2 separate regions of the Pan troglodytes genome follow, and region 2 is linked to region 1. Evidence: chromatin contacts called from public Hi-C data. All regions are on one chromosome and are shown on one strand. The core of a region is the stretch at or near the end of the contact, and the rest is flanking DNA. Distances in the headings are between cores, read along the strand shown. Region 1 holds the start of ARID1B (AT-rich interaction domain 1B). Region 2 overlaps ARID1B (AT-rich interaction domain 1B).

Region 1 (2,605 bases), core at 27-2,526:
GCCCAGCGCGGCCGCCGGGGCCGCCGCTCGCAGGGGCAGCGCTGCCATAGTAATTATTAAACTCCGGGACGGCCGCCGGGCCGCCGCCGCCCCCGGGCACGGCGACCGGCGGCTGCTGCGTGCCCAGGGCGCCCAGGCCCGGGTGCTCGTAGCGGCCGCCCGCCGGCTCCCCCATCTTGGGCGGCGCGTCGTCCTCGTCGCCCGGCTTGCTCAGCAGCGGCGGGCCCGGGGGGTCGGCCTGGCCGCCCGCGGCACTGTCCTTGGCGCCTCCATGTTGCGGCTGCTCCATGTCGGGGCCGGGCTGAGGCGCGCCGCCCAAGCTGTTGTTGTTGGAAATGGGATGTTGCTGCTGCTGCTGCTGCTGCTGTTGCTGCTGCTGCTGCTGCTGCTGCTGGAACTGGTTTAGCTGCTGCTGTAGTGCGTGGTGGTGGTGGAGGTGGTGGGCATGGTGGTGGTGGTGGTGGGCATGGTGGTGGTGGTGGTGCTGCTGGTGGGGCGGCGCGGCGGGGGCTTCGCCAACGGTTTTCAGTTTGTGGTTGGGGAGCAGCCCCGTCTCCATGGCCGAGCCCGGGCCCGACGAGGAGGAAGAGGACGCCGCCGCTGCCGCCGCGGAGGAGGAGGAGGACAGCGCGGCGGCGCTTCCACCCTCCTTGAGAGCCGCCTCGGAGCCGCCGCTCTTGGCGCTGTGGGTGCCGGCGGCGGCCGCGGCGCCCGCGTTATGGGCCATGTTGAGTTCGTGACGGGGGAGCAGGGGGTGGTGGTGCACACTGTTCAGGCCGCCGCCGCCGTCGCCGCCGCCCCCCAGCATGGGTCCCGGTGCCGCCGCCGCCGCCGCCGCGCCGCGCGTCCCCGCCTCCAGGTCCCGGGCTCCGGGCGCCGGCCGCGGCCCGGGGGGCGCCCGCCGTTCGCCGCTGCCTGCCCGCGCCCGCGCCCGCGCCGCCGCCGCCGCCGCCGCTGCTGCCCGCGCGGCCATGATCGCCGCGGCGTGGCGAGGCCGGGCGGGGGGCGGGGGGAGACAATAACCCCCACTTTTCAGGCCGCGGCCCCTCCTGTGCGCATCCACGCGGCCCGCCGGGAAGCCGCGACCCCCTCCCCCTCCGCAGGCCCCGCCGGAGCGCCGGGCCGGGCACGCCTTACGCTCTGGGCCTGCTCCTGCTGTGTGCTTTCATGGTGAAAGTTTTTAGTTCAGGTTTAAATGAAACTTTTCTCTTTTCCTCTCTAACCCGGATATGGGTAAATACACGACTAGCTGAGCCTATCGGGCCCAGCATGGCTTGAGAGGCAGCGGGCGAGCTCGAGCAACTATTATCCACTTCGCTCGCATTACTCCCGCGCACTCGCAAAACGCGGACTGGACTCGTCCCCGGGCCGCCGCCGCCCGCCCCGGCGCAGCCTCGCGGGACCCAGCCGGGCTGGGGCTAAGGCTGGGGCCGGGGCCGGGGCGGCTCGGCGGCCGCTCGGAGCGCGGCGGCGTGGGGCGGCCGGAACCTGCACTTTCCCCCCGGGCCGCTGTCTCCTTGCCAACCGGGCGTTCGCATGTTTGTTTTCACGTCTAAAAGGAACGATACAAAGGTGGAAAACGAGTCTGACGAGCAGACAAAAGAGGGAGAAGGGCTGGGAAACAAAGTTGTCTATTGGCCTCAGAGGTTACAAGGAGCCGACGGAGAAAGAAAATATTTAGGCAGTCTGAAAAAGCACGGTCTCTCCCAGGAGTTATGTAATTTTCAGAACGTTCGCCTCTGCCTTGATTTCGGGCCATCGGCGTAATTCCCACAACTTCTTCCAACTGCAAAATTAGGAAAGATTTGAAATAAAGGTTAGCCCCGGTCAGAGAGCCCTATGGCCTGTACCCAGTAGGTACTCAATAAATGCTTATGACTGACTGCACCCGCCCCAAAGAGAATGTTTACATAACTCTTTTTGAAGGCACCTTAAACACGTATGTAGGTTTGTCAGTGTATTTCCAAAGGAATATGTCCACGTATTCCCAAAGGAGCATTTTTCTTACATGCACTTGGATGTCCTCTGTGGAGTATGTACAGTGGTGTTTTCTGCGCCAACTTTCACATGAAAATTTAACTCTTGGTGCCAGAACAGCGACAGCTATGGGTTAGCTCGTATCTTCATAAATCTATATGACACCTTTCATCATGTTTCAGAGCTTCGTGTGCACAGTTAACCCTCTCGATATACATTCATTTCAAAGAGATGTAGAACGAAACTAAAATATTATAGACATTATATTTAATAAATATAACTTCAATAATAATATAAAACAGTCAACTCTAGTCCTAATGTAGAAATGTTCCATACTTTGTTCTCTTAAAAATTGGTGTCTATTAACATTTTATAATGTTTTTAATATTTGCATTGTTATTAATGTTTTCAATATGTGCATTGTCCCCTAGTAACATTTTAAAAAGCAAGACTTCTTAACCTTAGGCAATGACCCACTTGTACTAGTGTGGACTCAGTTTTCATTGAGAGAAAGCATTTAAAACCTGGCAGAAACAATACTTACGGTTTTGGTAGAGTATAGTTTTCCAAAATTATTTCATTCTTCAGCTTTCCATAAAAACTATTTTAGTTCATTTCCACTGCAGCA
Region 2 (2,605 bases), core at 51-2,550, 370 kb before region 1:
CAGATACCATCAAAACTTTGTTTTCAAGTTAAAATAAAAAATAAAAAAACACCACTGTTCATCAGTTTCAAAGTTCTTTACAAAAATTTCTTAAGTTGCTTCTGAATCTCCCATCCCACGGGACACACATAGGCTCCCCTGTCTGTTTTCCCGTCACGCAGTCTCGGCGGAAAAGGCACCTTCTGTGCACCCTGGTAGGTGGGCACAGAGCAGGGGCCAGCTGCTGGGCCCTTCCTCTTCCCACGCTTACCCAGAGAGAGTCCCAGTCCTCACGACTTTTCCCTGTGAGAAGGAATTCAGACTCCTCCTCCTCCTCCTCCCCAAGCTCACATCCCCTTCGCTTCCAGATGATCTGATAAGATCAGTGAAATACAGTGCTCCTTCTTAGCTCTTGCTTTTATTAAAAATAAATATACTCATTCATAGTTTGAATGCACAAGTAATTAATTCATATATTCATGCCATTACTTGAGGGCTAGTTTCCACCCTCCCCTAACACTGGATAATGACTCAGTTGGTAAGAAACCTTTTTCAGTGAAAACTTATGTGCCCTTTGCTTTAGAAGGAAATGAAATAACGTTTTAGTCTTGTTTTAGAAAACAAGCGTTTAGACTATACCCATCATGCGGTTTTATTAGAGAAAGAAGGTTTCTGAGTTTGTAGAATTCTGCTTATAGCTGGAATGCGGAAATGCTGGCACTCCAACCTCCTGGGTTTAACTGGGAGTCAAGGACTGTATCTTAATGAACACAAAGGAAAGAAACTACTGAGATGTTAAGTTACTCTGTACCCTACCTCCATCTCTCACTCATGTTATATACTAAAGAGAGAGGAGCTGTGTTTCAATAGCTTTGCCCAGTTCGGCAGCTGGTCTTCGTCTCCTGGCAGGAAGCATCTGCAACCTGGGGGAGCATGCGTTCGAGCACAGCTATGCACACCAAGACACACGTGTGTGCACTTGTGCTTAGAAAGGCGCTTAGGCCAGGGGTGCCAATCTATTTCTCTCCAATCAGTTGGGTTGATTCCATGAATTGGCACTCAAAAGTGCGTGTCAAGGAAATATGTTCTAATTACAGAAGCCTCTATCGGATAGAAGAAATAACAAAGTCCCCTTTTCTTTTCTTTGAAACTTTCCTCATTAGACTCACGTGCCTGGACAAAAATAGTTTCTAAAGACTTAAAATGGTTTAAGAGGCAACAATGCATAAAGCACAGGCTTCAGAATCTGGGTGTGAATACTGGTTCTGACACTCCCTAGCAGCGTGACAAGTGGTTTAACCTCTCTGAACTGTGGTTCTGTCATCTGTAAAGTGACTACGATAATGAGTAAGAGGTTGAAAGTAACAAGTACAGCGCTAGGCACCGCACTGCCTAACAAATGACAGCTGCCATCGTCATCAATGGCCATAACAACATCACTAACATCACCCCCGCCCATCTTTTAAAAATGTGTGCATGGGGTGAAAAATGATTCATGCCCCCCCCAACTACTCGATAACGTATCTTTCTTCCCAAAATAAACAAAAACCAAATATGTAAGCCAAGCAAAATATGAGAGGAAAAGCCAGGAATGAGAAGTGCAATCTTATTTCCATGTTTCTCTAATAGGTTAGTAATTTGTTGGCACTGGCTTTGACAGAAAACAGATGGATCCAGCATTAAGCACAATGAAGGCGGCAGATGCTGGGCCAGCCCACCTCAGCTGGACTGGTCTTGCAGCCAAGTCCAAGAGCCCACAGTTTTCAAGTGGGTTCATCTTGGCACACTAGCTTTGGAAAATTGGTCACCAAATGAATTCAGATTTCTACCCACCAGGAGTTCCATTCAAGCACCAGAGAGAGGAAGCAGAAGCTAGACCCTATTCAAGTCACCATCATCATTTCAGGCAGATCACAAAAATTTCTGTACCTGACTCCAGAATATTTAAAGTTGATAGTTGCAATGCATACTCAGAGCTTACTGCTTTTTGTAAACTACTAAATGTTTCCACTCATATACGAAATTTTGCTTCTAAGTTCCAATTACTCAATAGTTATGAACAACTACTATGGGCAAGGTTCTGCGTTATTCCCTATATGATGGAGGAGAAAATGGAGGTGAATGCCATAAATCAGAAATCTTACCCTTGTGGAAAAAAGAAATGCATAATTAGCTACATACTATGATAAAGGCAGTTGTGAATTAGGGCTAAATATGCATTTATCTTGTTTTGTAGCCAGTGATGTTTACCATTTTTATAACAGTTACTACAAAATACTGTGTTTGTTGTTGTTGTTGTTGTTATTGTTGTTGTTTTTGAGACAGAGTCTTGCTCTGTCATCCAGGCTGGAGTGCAGTGACGTGACCCCAGCTCACTGCAACCTCTGCCTCCTGAGTTTAAGCAATCCTCCCACTTGAGCCTCCTAAGTAGCTGGGTTTACAGGTGTGTACTACCATGCTAGGCTAATTTTTGTATTTTTAGTAGACACAGGGTTTTGTCATGTTGCCCGGGCTAGTCTCAAACACCTGGCCTCAAACAATATACCCGCGCTGGCCTCCCAAAGTGCTGTGATTACAGGCGTGAGCCAATGTGCCCGGCTTTGTCATGTCTATGTTGAGATATAAA

What was found. Hi-C and Micro-C count contacts between places; a contact is called where the count stands out from the background.
Region 2: a contact with region 1 is called in a Hi-C map of stem cell-derived neural progenitor cells, with 5 times the contacts expected there. The contact joins the enhancer-like site here to the promoter of ARID1B in region 1. A contact is called at or near these places in 1 of 7 Hi-C or Micro-C datasets (stem cell-derived neural progenitor cells) and 1 of 1 datasets of contacts at active chromatin or transcription factors (stem cell-derived excitatory neurons).

Annotation. Positions count from the first base shown.
Region 1 is chr5:168,744,848-168,747,452 of NHGRI_mPanTro3-v2.0_pri, reverse strand. ARID1B (AT-rich interaction domain 1B) reads right to left here and starts at 1,276. Exons shown (of 19, transcript XM_016956522.4): 1 at 1-1,276. The coding sequence starts at 973. LOC134810385 (a long non-coding RNA gene) reads right to left here. Exons shown (of 2, transcript XR_010158232.1): 1 at 2,522-2,605; 2 at 1,688-1,786.
Region 2 is chr5:169,112,621-169,115,225 of NHGRI_mPanTro3-v2.0_pri, reverse strand. All of the region lies in intron 7 of ARID1B (AT-rich interaction domain 1B), which reads right to left. Among named protein-coding and RNA genes, the nearest start is that of TMEM242, 240 kb to the left of the region's middle. Within about 2 kb of position 1,300, at least 3 of the 24 cell types and tissues checked have an H3K27ac peak or open chromatin away from gene starts, as enhancers often do. A contact at or near this core is called in stem cell-derived neural progenitor cells, where this site is marked.